2 separate regions of the Triticum aestivum genome follow, and region 2 is linked to region 1. The links are chromatin contacts, called in public Hi-C maps. All regions are on one chromosome and are shown on one strand. Each heading gives the region's core, a stretch centred on a gene start, on an enhancer-like site or on the middle of the called end of the contact. The rest is flanking DNA. Distances are from core to core; before and after follow the strand shown.

Region 1 (5,844 bases), core at 918-3,417:
CAACTGTGACTACGGAGTCTTCACAAAGCATTAAATAGGAAAGCCGTGTCAGGAAAATTCAAAGGAAATGTTTTTATTTCCTGAAAAACACCACACATAATTGGGAGGTAAGGTGACTTTCGGGCATACTATGGCAAATTCAGCAACATGTGGCAACAAAAGCTCATCATAATGCCCCAAAGGAAAAGAGAGAATGTGCCAAATAAACGAACTATCATGGATTATTTGCTGCTACAAACATGCCTAAATAACACCATAAACATTTCAGGCATCGAAAAACATCAACAGAAAATAGGTTTTAAAACAGTTCCATAGTTTTTCTATTCCTTATTAGATTATATCTTTAACCTAGTACCAAACTCAAATATGAAAAATAACACTCTTATGCTCTATCCAAGCAAATGTAAGGTACTCATTTTCAAAGGTCTAACATAGCTCAGAAACGAGACTGCCATCTTCAACTCAAGCTAACAAGTGCCGTCACTGCATCGAATTCAGAGGTGCTTACACGGTCGAGAATCAAGAGTCTATGCATCATAGGATCCCATGTCTGACTAGTGAATGACTAACATTTATGTTTGCCTGAATATGTGCGGTTTCAAATATTAAGCATCATGCAGCCTTTATTAGTATTTCTACTGCGCACTAATGCATAAATGTGAACATGGTGTACTGTTGTGTGCGTGTAATTGTGTATCTCCTTTCAAGTATTACATCTCTCTTTCAGCCGTACTATATGCCCGTATTACAAAAGCATGTTACTGAGGATGTTTATAAAATACACATGATCATGTAACAGGTTGCCCTGGAAGGACATAACAGTTAACTTCATGCTATTTAACAAGGAAAACAACTCATCATGCAAAACTGTAAAGGTACGTGGTCACATTTCCCGTAAATCCATTTCGTCGGTTCTGGTTCCATAATTTGTCAATCGCGAACTATAGAAGAAAACTACAGCTGAGTTTCTAAGCTTACTTAACCTCTGTATCCAATCTACGACTATACGCCACGACCCCAGATAAAAATTCAAGATTAGTTAACAAGGAGCTCCAAATAGTGAAATAGGCTTTACCTATTCTCCTCGGAATGGGGGAGCACCGAAAGGAACTTTGCTGGAACAGAGACACCTGCCCACATGCATAAGGCAAGCCCCAGGAGCAGCTGCATCATCACCTGCACAACAGAAAGCACAGGTTATGCAACGTAAACAACAGGCTTAAGCTGAGGTATAAGCTTCTGCAATTTTCTGGGGATAACATGCCCGAATTATTAGTGCTAATAAATGGCCTTTTTACATAGAATTGTACTAAATCAGAAGCAGCCACCACAGAAAAAATTATCTATTGGGCATTTTGTTACTACTGTACAAATCATGGTTACACCTACATAATTACGAGCCCAACATATTGCGCGAAACTACGACTCCCAAGCTAGTCAAATATAGTACTTAGAAAGCAAGACTACGCAGCAGAATCTGAGTGTTACTTCCAGAAGGAGGAAGTGCACGTACATCCACTGGCGGCCGCGAGAACTCCTCTTCCGTGATCTTCAGCACCGCACGATCTGCAGCAACAACAACAAAACACAATCAGATCCTGGAACCTAGCGACCAACCCCAGCAGCAACCTTCATCGTAAACTTCGAGCTCTGTCATGATTCTGGAAAGCTCGGCTGTCCCAAATCTAAACGGGATCAGCACACAGGTCAATTCAAATCGCGACCTAGATCTGAACACTAGCAGTATAACCAACGACGGGGCAGCTCGAGAACCAGGGTCCGTCGGCCGAGGATCTGAGCGCGCGGCGCCGGGAATCGGAAACCCTCTACGGAGTTTTGCGCCACCCGCCAGTCACAAAATCGAAAATCACGCGTAAGGAGTAGGAGCGCGGTGTTACATTGGATGGTGGCGTAGGCGGCGTGGGCGAGGAGGGCGCCGCCGAGGATGCCGATGACGTAGCCGATCCCCATGGCGAGGCGACGCAAGGCCAGGCGAGCTGCTTCTCCGGCCGCCCTCTCCTTCCTTTGCGCTTCCGCTGAGACTGCTGCTTCCCCGATCTCGATTCTCGAATCCGGCTGCTCGATCCGGTGCGGTGTTCTGTTGTGCTGTTCACGCTGACGATGCAAGCTGACAGACAGGTGGGGCAGGGGACGGCTATGGTTGTGCGGCGAGAAGCCAAGTCCTTGTGACCTCCTCGGAGCTGACACGACGGCCCCACATGTCGGTCGCTGTAATTTTTTTGTGGGATTTTTTCATGGATTTAAGTTAGGATTTGCTATCCGGAATTTGCTTGTGAGTGTAGTTTGTTGTTGGACATGGAAAAAGATCTGAAAAACAAGGCATTTGAATCTCGTTGTGGTTAAAGGTTAACGAGGAAGTTACGTCGGCGTGGTGCCAATTGGAGCCGCTAGGCAACCTGGATTGTGTGCATCCGCGTGGTGTGAGTGGTCATGTGTTCTGGTTATGCCTGGCGTGTTACTCCCTCTCCGGATCTGTGCAGGTGGCGTTGTTGGCCTCAGTGATGGCGCGATGATACGTCTCTGTCGTATCTATAGTTTTTGATTATATAACTTTCACATATTTTGGGCAATATTTTATATGATTTATTCCAGTGCCCATTGCCACTTCCTGTTTTTTGCATGTTTTTTGTTTCGCGGAATATCCATATCAAACGAAGTCCAAATGCAATAAAATTTTACGAGGAATTATTTTGGAATATATGTGATTTTTTAGACTTGGAATCAACGCAAATGGAGGCCCACAGCCCCCACAAGACACCAGGGCACGCCCAACTGGGTTGTGCTCACCTCGTACGTCGGTTGGATCTCTACTTCGAGCGCAAGGAAGCTTATATCCGGAAAAAATCGTGTTAAAATCTCAGCGCAATCGGAGTTACGGATCTCCGGAAATATAAGAAACGGTTTTCGGCCAGAAAACAGGAGCGTGAAACAGAAGAGAACAGGGAGACAGATCCAATCTCGGAGGGGCTCTCGCCCCTCCGCCGTCATGGAGGGCATGGACCAGAGGGGAAACCCTCCGCCCATCTAGGGAGGAGGTCAAGGAAGAAGAAGAAGGAAGGGGGCTCTCCCCCTCTCTCCCGGTGGCGCCGGAGTGCCGCCGGGGCAAGGATCGGGACGACGATATACATCAACAATCTTGCTACCGTCAACACCAACTTTCTCCCCCTCTATGCAGCAGTGTAACCTCTCTATTCCCGCTGTATTTCTCTACTTAAATAGGTGCTCAACACTATATATTATTATCCGATGATATGTGGTTATCCTATAATGTTTGAGTAGATCTGTTTTGTTCTATGAGTTGTTCGGTGAAATTGCTATGTTTGGTTTAAATTACTTGTGGTTATGTTGTTGTCCTTTGGTGCCCATCATATGAGCGTGTGTGTGGATCACACAATAGGTTTAGTTGTATGTTGATAGGACTATGTATTGGAGGGCCAGGGTGACAGCAGCTTCAGCCTAGCATAGAAATTGATGCATACGGGATTGGAGGGGGACCAATATATCTTAAGGCTATATATGGTTGGGTTTTACCTTAATGAACGATAGTAGTTGTAGATGCTTGCTGGAGTTTCAATCATAAGTGCATAGATTTTCAAGTAAGGGATGACATGCTAGCAGTGGCCTCTCCCACATAAAAAACTTGCTATCGGTCTAGTAACGTAGTCGATTGCCTAGGGACAAATCCTTCTCTTGTGTTACAAAAGGCTATCTACTTTCATTACCTTGCAATTTATTTCAAGTTATATTCTCGCAAAGTACTTCTAATTTTATTCTTGTTCAAGGTAAAGCAAACGTCAAGTGTGTGTAGAGTTGTATCGGTGGTCGATATAACTTGAGGAAATATTTGTTCTACCTTTAGCTCCTCGTTGGGTTCAACACTCTTATTTATCGAAGAAGGCTACAAACGATCCCCTATACTTGTGGGTTATCACGCGGCTACGTGTTGCTGTTGGCGGTGTGGTGAGTTCACACATGGTGGTGGCGGGGTGATGTGCGTCGGCGCGTGCACGTCTCCATGGTGTTGTTGTGGCTCGATCAACATGCTCTCAGATCCGGCAGTCATGGTCTTCTTATGCTAGTGCAGCGGGCTTTTGCTCTTTATTGGCCATTGATAAGCTCCTTCCCCGAGGCTCTAGTAGGTGGAGGTGCTTAGGCTCTAGGCGAAAGTCTTGGTTCGACGGGGGTCGAAGAACACCGGCGACGATGCTTCTTGGAGTTGTCGCTGAAGAGTTCCTCCTTTTCACTAGACTGCGGCTTGTTGGTTCGAGGGTTGCCGTGGAGGTTGTTGGTGTGGCTGGCCTTATCCCAAGGCCCGGTGGGGGCTGGTGTGGATAGCTCTGGGTGGTTCGATGGGGATCGAAGGATACCATCGACGATGCTTCTTGAAGGCATCTGCGAAGAGCTCGCTCACACATCTCCGGGTTGTGGACATGCTGGTAATGGGGTTCGAGTTGGCTGTTGTTGGCTGGTGTGGGTGGCTCTGGGTGGTTCGATGGGGATCAAAGGATACCATCGACGATGCTTCTTGAAGGCATCTGCGAAGAGCTCGCTCACACATCTCCGGGTTGTGGACATGTTGGTAGTGGGGTTCGAGTTGGCTGTTGTTGGCATGGTTGTTGGCATGGTTGTGGAGTTTTTTACGCGGTTGTCCCTTGATCAATCGTGTGATGTGTGCGGCCTGATTTCCCTTATAAATGGGGCCACTCTGTTTTTGTTTTTTGTTTTTTTACGTGCAAGGTAGCAGCTTATAAATCACATGTTATTTTTATGCAACCAAACATCTTAAGGATTCGGCGATTCATAACACTATCTTTTTACATTCCTATGATTTTAGAACCATCGGACCAGGGAATCACCTAGGTGGAAAGAGCAATAGAAGAAGTTATGTATATGCTCTTTTGTCCAAAACATTTGTTGATGACCATAGATCATATTCAACTTGGTTAGAAAAAAATCTTTGTTTAATTTTCACTTAGACAAACCATTATAAAAAACCACACAATTACCCAACACACTAACAGGGTGCCAAAATTTTCTTACGTCCCCACTTCCTTTCTTCTACCAACGTTTTATCGTTCTCTCTGCTCCCACACGTGAGTGTATTCATTGACCTTATTTTCCCCTCTTCTCTTCATATGCCACTCTCCCTTACTTCCACATGAAGGCCCCGGTCTCCTTGCCAAGCATCCCTAACACTCAGGTTGCATTTGGTGGCATTGTAGATTCTCATAATCCCGGTTTTTTCTCTATCATAATTTTGTTGGACTCACTTTTGCCCATTTTAATATTAACTTTTCCACAGTAGATTAGAAATAAGCACATCACAACACAACTTAGCAACCAGAAACTAAACCTTAACGAGGCTACAACCAAACAACCATGGTGCCTGCCTATGCCCCCTATGGGATACCGCAATGCCATCCTAGGCAGGAAACATGCATTCATCACTGCAAACCCCAAGAGTATCTCCGACATTTTGTATGCCAGTTTGTGGATAAGAGTGTCAATGTTACCAACCGATAACATAACTGTATTGCAAGGTGCGCTACTGCAGAGGATCCCAAACCGTCACAGTTAATGTAGCAGAGTGCATCTTAAGTTGTCTTTTAAGTTTGACCAAATTCATAGAAAAAATATGGATATTTACAATCTCGCGTACAATCAAACATTTTAAGGCATCTTCTTCTTTCTTGCTAAGGTAGAGCTGCATTTTTTTTTCACAAATGGTGGGTACAAAGTCACACACCCTGAAAGCCTGAAGCCACAGTCCGGAGAGACATCACACGCCGCTCCATCAGGAAGTTACGGACACAACAGAACCAA
Region 2 (5,844 bases), core at 2,224-4,723, 290 kb after region 1:
ATCATAAGGGATTGGGCCCTGGTAAACTGGCCTGACTGGAATAACAGGCTGATTCATAACATACGAATTAGGAGTCATAGAATGATATGCATCGGCATTTTTCGAGTGATATCCACCATGCCCTGAGCCCTGCCTTGCTGCTGCTTCTGAGTTGGGTGGGAACTGACCATAATAAGGGAATGGTTCCACAGGGAAATTGCTAGAGGGACCAACTGGTCTGTATGGGCCACCTGGTCCTCTATGCCACATTCCCTCAGGTGGGTGGCCAGGAGGTGCACGCCATGAATCAAACTGCGGAGGGGGCATACAGTAGTTAGGAGGGTATGGCTGTGGCTGCTGAGCATCATTTGGAGGACCTGTGGCAGGAAAGGGAGCACTTCCATCATGTGCCTGCTGATCTGTCTTCATGATATCTGCTGGTTGATTATTAGGTGGTCGAACTACTTCGCCAGATCCTAAAACACAGAAACGGTATCCCATTAAGTGGTCAGACCATAATAAATATATACATGCAACAGCAAGACGGTAAGGACATTAGCAAGTATAAAACGGTGAAATTAAATACCAGCAGGTAGGCTCTTCCCCGTATCATTTTGGGTTCCATCTTTGCCAGAACTAGAAGTTGGGCGCCCTTTTGAACTATGACCTAGAATAAAAGGCTGAACTGTTAGGAGAAATTATCTCGTATATCAACTGAATATACGTCATTTGAATTTGAAATCAGATCAGTCAGAACAAAGAACTGAGATTTGCGGAAATAAATCTAGCAGATATGGCATATATCAGCATACCATATGATCAATACAATCAAGAATTCCAAATATTCAGTAAGAAGTCATGGCCTGTAACAAAAAATATGTATAATACATTTTGCGTGCAGATTACCTCGTTGACTGTTTGATTCAGAGATTTTCTCAGAACCAAGTGTTGGGAAATCACCGGTACTTAGAGTAAACGCATGCCCATGTGAAGATCCCTACATAGTTAAGAACAAACATATTATTAAGTAGGCTCCGATTGCTGACGCCCAAGCCATATAAAGTAAGTATTGTGAATTACCGATCTGTCAACAGTCCTTATCGATACATTCATATTATCTGAGGGGTTATCTGCAAACCGAGAAAGCTGTGAGCTTCCTGGTCTTGTCTCTGCACTTCGAGGACGATTTGTGACCACTGGTACATTTTGTGATGGTAATGTGCCAGAAGCTGAGGACGGCCGAGAATTTGGACCCCAAGCATTAGGAGAGTCAAGAGATTCACTTCCAGCTGTTGAGGGCCTTGAACCTCCACCGGAAGAGGGGCGGCCATTGAATTGGCTTGGTGCACCAGAATTTCCATCCTTCTTGGGAGATAGAAGTGACGAGGAATTCCATGCATTTGGTGTTGTAGGTCCTGGTTTGCTGCCCCATGTGAGGGTGCCCCTAAAATCAAAATGATAACCTCATCACTAGAAATTGTTGAAAACTATTGAGAACTCTGAATGAGTAGCATCAGATCACGAAAAGAATGGATAAAAAAAGTGTGGTATAACAATGAGTGTGGGAACTCACTTTGGAACGATTTCCACCTTGGGGTCAAGACCTTGATTTTCCAACCTTCATGAGAACTACTAAATCAGTTCACATAGAAGTATACAAAGATAAGATTTCGCTTACAATGTCCAATACAAAAACTGTTACCTCTGACTTGGCAAATTAATGGGCTTTGGGATTTTTCCAAGAACAGTCATGCCAGATTTCCTTGTAGGAGCAGCCCATCTGCAGAAAGCAGTACAGAATAATAAAGTACACACATAGTACATCAGCAGCAGTGCTATAACTAAGCAACAATTATTAAGCGCGTTAACCTGATTATGTGGGCATAGTCTTAAAAACATATTGCATATCAATATAAATATTGAGTCTCAGAAGGATAAATGAATGGAGCTTAATCATCCATCTATAGGAAGAGAACTACAAATATTCTATCAAATGGCATTGCAAATCAGTACATAAAGCATTTAACAAATTTAATACACAGAAATAATTAGGACTCCACTACAAATCTGACGTCAAATTGTTTTTTTAGGCAAATCAAACATTTTTCATAGCAAATTATGTTCTCCGAGGATGGCAAGTTTAGTTGGCGAGTATGGCAAATCCGCCTCAGTTCATTTTTGTGTCAGAAATTGCAGGGCTTGCAAACTAAATTTGCCGTTATCACACCAATGTAAATTGACATGAAAAACGTCAGATTTGCCATCGGATTTTTAGTGTTTCCGAATGATTATGGCTGAGAGATGGAAGTGTGCAGAGTTATGCCAAATGCTCCTTGACAGTATGCTATCGAAAGGATTCAAAACTTTTTGTTCAAATACCACTTAACCAATAAAACACGGGCTTACAAATAGGAAGGTGAAAACGGCCCAAAAAAGGCTCGGGCACTCCTGTCTGCTGATGGGCCAAGATGAAACGTGATATGAGCCTGGACTTGCATCTTTTGATAAAAAATTTGTTCAATACACTAAATACATACTCTGCCGAATCATTCATCAAGGTTCACTGACTGAATTAACAAAAACCTGAGCAGTCTGCCCTTGGACAAAAGACAGTTCTTTAAGAGAAAGCAGATAACTGACTTTCTGCCGTTAAAAGGATTTGATAAATACACTGAGAGGAAACGAAGCATATCAGCTATAAATACATATTTGCTTGGTTGAAAGAAGAGCACGGGCTCATCTGCGACCATCTGGTGCCATGACGCTGCCGCGCAGATACCATACCACACAACTGGATTGCTTAACCGTCGAACAGCATAGAATTGAACCAGACAACCTAGAAATGCACTCTGCCTGTCATGCTTCCGATCCGGAAACTAGCATTCGAACGACACCAAAGCTAAATACTACCACCCGCCAAGCACTACTACAAATCGATGATTAGAAAAAAAACTGATATTTGCAATTTTAAAACAAAAATAGCAAGCGTCGCCAGAATCACCACGCGCAACAATGCAAAGGCCCTGCGCATCCAGTCGCGGACGAAATTCAAAACGACGAGGGAGAGGAAATCGCGTCGCGCGCGCGAGGGGGATAGGCATCTCGCACCTCTTGTCTGTGGTGAGCAGGCTCGAGGCCATGGCCCCTCCCCGCGAGCTTGCGCCCCTCGCCGGGGGTCCGAATCGAGCGTCGCCGATCGCCGGGACGTGAGCCTGGCGCGTCCAGGCCAGGGAGATCGGGATCTCTCGGACGGCCTCGGAGGGGCCGCGAGGAGCGAAACCCTAGAGACGGACGGACGCCGCGATCGGCCCGGATCGGCGACGGCTGCGGCGGAAGAGGCGGGAGGCAGGCGTGGAGAATCCGCGGGAACCCTCGCGGCCGGGCCCTGCCGTCCGGCGAGCGGCGGCGGCGGGGGAGGGCGACGGAGATTGACGGGTGGGCCCCGCGCGTCAGATGGGAGGAGGGAAGGGGACGGAGGAGAGAGAGAGAAGAGAAGGTTGGAGAGGCGTTCGTGAGAGCGGTATAAAGGGGAGGCGGAGGGGACGCGTGGCGGTGCGGGGGATGGGTGGGCTCGTGCGGGTGCCCGGGGACGCGTGGAGTCGTACGAGTGGTGGGCTCTGACGGGGTGCTGCGCCCGTCCGGCGCAGGGAATCCCAGCGGGGAGTTGCGTGCTTGGATTTGGGTGGCCAGGTCGGGCGCCGCGACGTCGACGTTTCGTGCGAGCCAAGATTGCCACAAGTGTACACGGTTCGTCACCGGATGACCCTACGCGTGGTCGATGCCCTTTTTCTTTTTTCTTTTGTCCTCCCTCGTGATCAGTGGTGTATCACTAATTGGGGCCGCCATTGCGAGCCTCGTGAGAGCCCTTCTTTGCGTTGTAATGTTGGTTGTGTGCATTAATCTTGTTTTGTGTTGCTGATATGTTGGCTTTGTTTATTGATAAATGATTTGCTTGTGTCTTGTTTTGACTTGGCTGAATGCACCTGATATAAACCTGCAAAATGTGGAGAGAAAAAACTTGTCAACAAGAAAATATGTGAACTCAACCTATTTGAGACATGTCCCTAGACTGGACAGGGAGCATTGCCTCACCCAAGCATGCGAGACAATGAATTCAAGGTTATGGTTGGCGCAGCTAGCTGCAAATAAACTAAATGTAGCTTTGCAATACTTTATCTCTTCTGATTTAAACACAAGTTTCTCGGGAAAAAATATTTAAACACAAGTTACTAAGTTTTAAGATTATAAAGTACGATATGCACCACATAGACATCATGATATGAAATATAAAGAAAACATGTTAATTCCTTATCTGTTCATTTTTGCAGTCTTCTCTAATTTCACCGACAAAGACACAACGTTGCCAAGAGAATCCTACAAGTTTGGTTATTTCGTTCCTGAAACAGGGAGCATATGGTAGTTTCAGACATAAACAACATTAGGGCAACAATACTTTTACACATCACAACAAATATCTAAACAAAATTTCAGCCAATAGAAAAAAAAGTATCTGCTACGAACACAAATAATTCCAGGTACATTTGTTGAAATTATATCTAAACAAAATCTAGAGATATGAACTAAGTGCGTCACAAAATAAAGTAGAGCATTTGCCAACATTTGTAGTATTAGTCATCACTATGAAGTAAAAGTAGCACAAAAGCTCACCGCTGATGCGCACGCATCAATGAAATGTGAATATGCTCTTCTTATGCATGATCTAGTCTCTTTTATATGAAAGCTACAACGAAATCTGGAGGGAGGGGGCGAAGAAGGGGAACGGTGAGAGAGATGACCTGTGTTGGGAGACTAATGTAGTGCAAGCAGTCATAGCAGGGCATGGAGAGCACTCCCAGCTCCTACAATCATTACTCGGAGTAATCCAAACTCCAAAAGGTTGTTCTTAGAATAATCAAAAACCCTACAAAACAATACATAAATTATTTGCTTCAAGATATGAATATGTACACTTTGAGAAGAATTCAAAATTACCATACAAAATCTTGCAGTTCTTCCTACTCTACTAAGCATGTAAAATCGGTGATATTATTTGAAGTATTTAGATGTAGTATTGCATCTCCTACTTACTCGAAGCATCGATGCCAGCTCCTACTTGTTGTTGATGTTTGATCGATCGGCATCGTACATCTGAAAATAGTAGTGTTTTATTACGTTTTCGGTCAGAGTTAGGTATCTCTCTGAATTAGACATCCATATGCATTGCACTCCCACTGCAATTGGTAAGATCATTGCAAGAACCATCTCATGCATAATGCATTTGTCAAGTTTACCTAAAAGTAGAGCCCACGACATCATCGCCCTGTGAGTTCCCCGGGCTGGACAGCCCGCAAAGGACCTCCCTCATGTCAACGGTTCCATCACGGTTGTTGTCGAACAAAACACGAGGATCTGTGGTAATAGGTTGTAATAATAATATCTTATATTATGGAACGGGGAGTAGCAAATAAGTGTTGCCTGATTAATTTAATGACCCCAATATCATCAGCAAGCTCTCGTCATCTTCCTTAGCATTTTCAACGCTTCTTAGCAAATGATATCACATGAATGGCTTCTAACAATACAGGATAGTTAGTTGGTGAATGCAGTCACTAACGCAAAGCTTGTCTACGCACTAACTATAGTAATAAGCATAATATATCTTTTCATGCATCGGGCCCTCCTTCCAAGAAGTACATAGTGTCAGCACAACCATTGTAACTTAAGCTGCTTAGAACACTAGTAGTGAGAAATATCAACGCAGCCATATAATGAGGTTATTCAATAAACTGACATTTTAAGGAATTTTTGAAAGTGAAATGACTATCATCTCATAATTATGCACCGGCAAGTTAAATTTCATGAACT

The links. Hi-C and Micro-C count contacts between places; a contact is called where the count stands out from the background.
Region 2: a Hi-C map of leaf shows a contact between it and region 1, with 6 times the contacts expected there. The contact joins the promoter of LOC123102537 here to the promoter of LOC123102534 in region 1. A contact is called at or near these places in 2 of 5 Hi-C or Micro-C datasets (both in leaf).

Annotation. Positions count from the first base shown.
Region 1 is chr5A:111,783,711-111,789,554 of IWGSC CS RefSeq v2.1, forward strand. It overlaps LOC123102534 (membrane magnesium transporter), which reads right to left and starts at 2,168. Exons shown (of 4, transcript XM_044523923.1): 1 at 1,899-2,168; 2 at 1,514-1,566; 3 at 1,076-1,176. The coding sequence starts at 1,971.
Region 2 is chr5A:112,076,883-112,082,726 of IWGSC CS RefSeq v2.1, forward strand. LOC123102537 (protein MODIFIER OF SNC1 1) reads right to left here and starts at 3,474. Exons shown (of 9, transcript XM_044523927.1): 1 at 3,088-3,474; 2 at 1,682-1,759; 3 at 1,553-1,597; 4 at 1,060-1,423; 5 at 886-976; 6 at 566-646; 7 at 1-455. The coding sequence starts at 3,119. LOC123102538 (a long non-coding RNA gene) reads right to left here. Exons shown (of 5, transcript XR_006449025.1): 2 at 5,271-5,844; 3 at 5,068-5,127; 4 at 4,776-4,900; 5 at 4,286-4,376.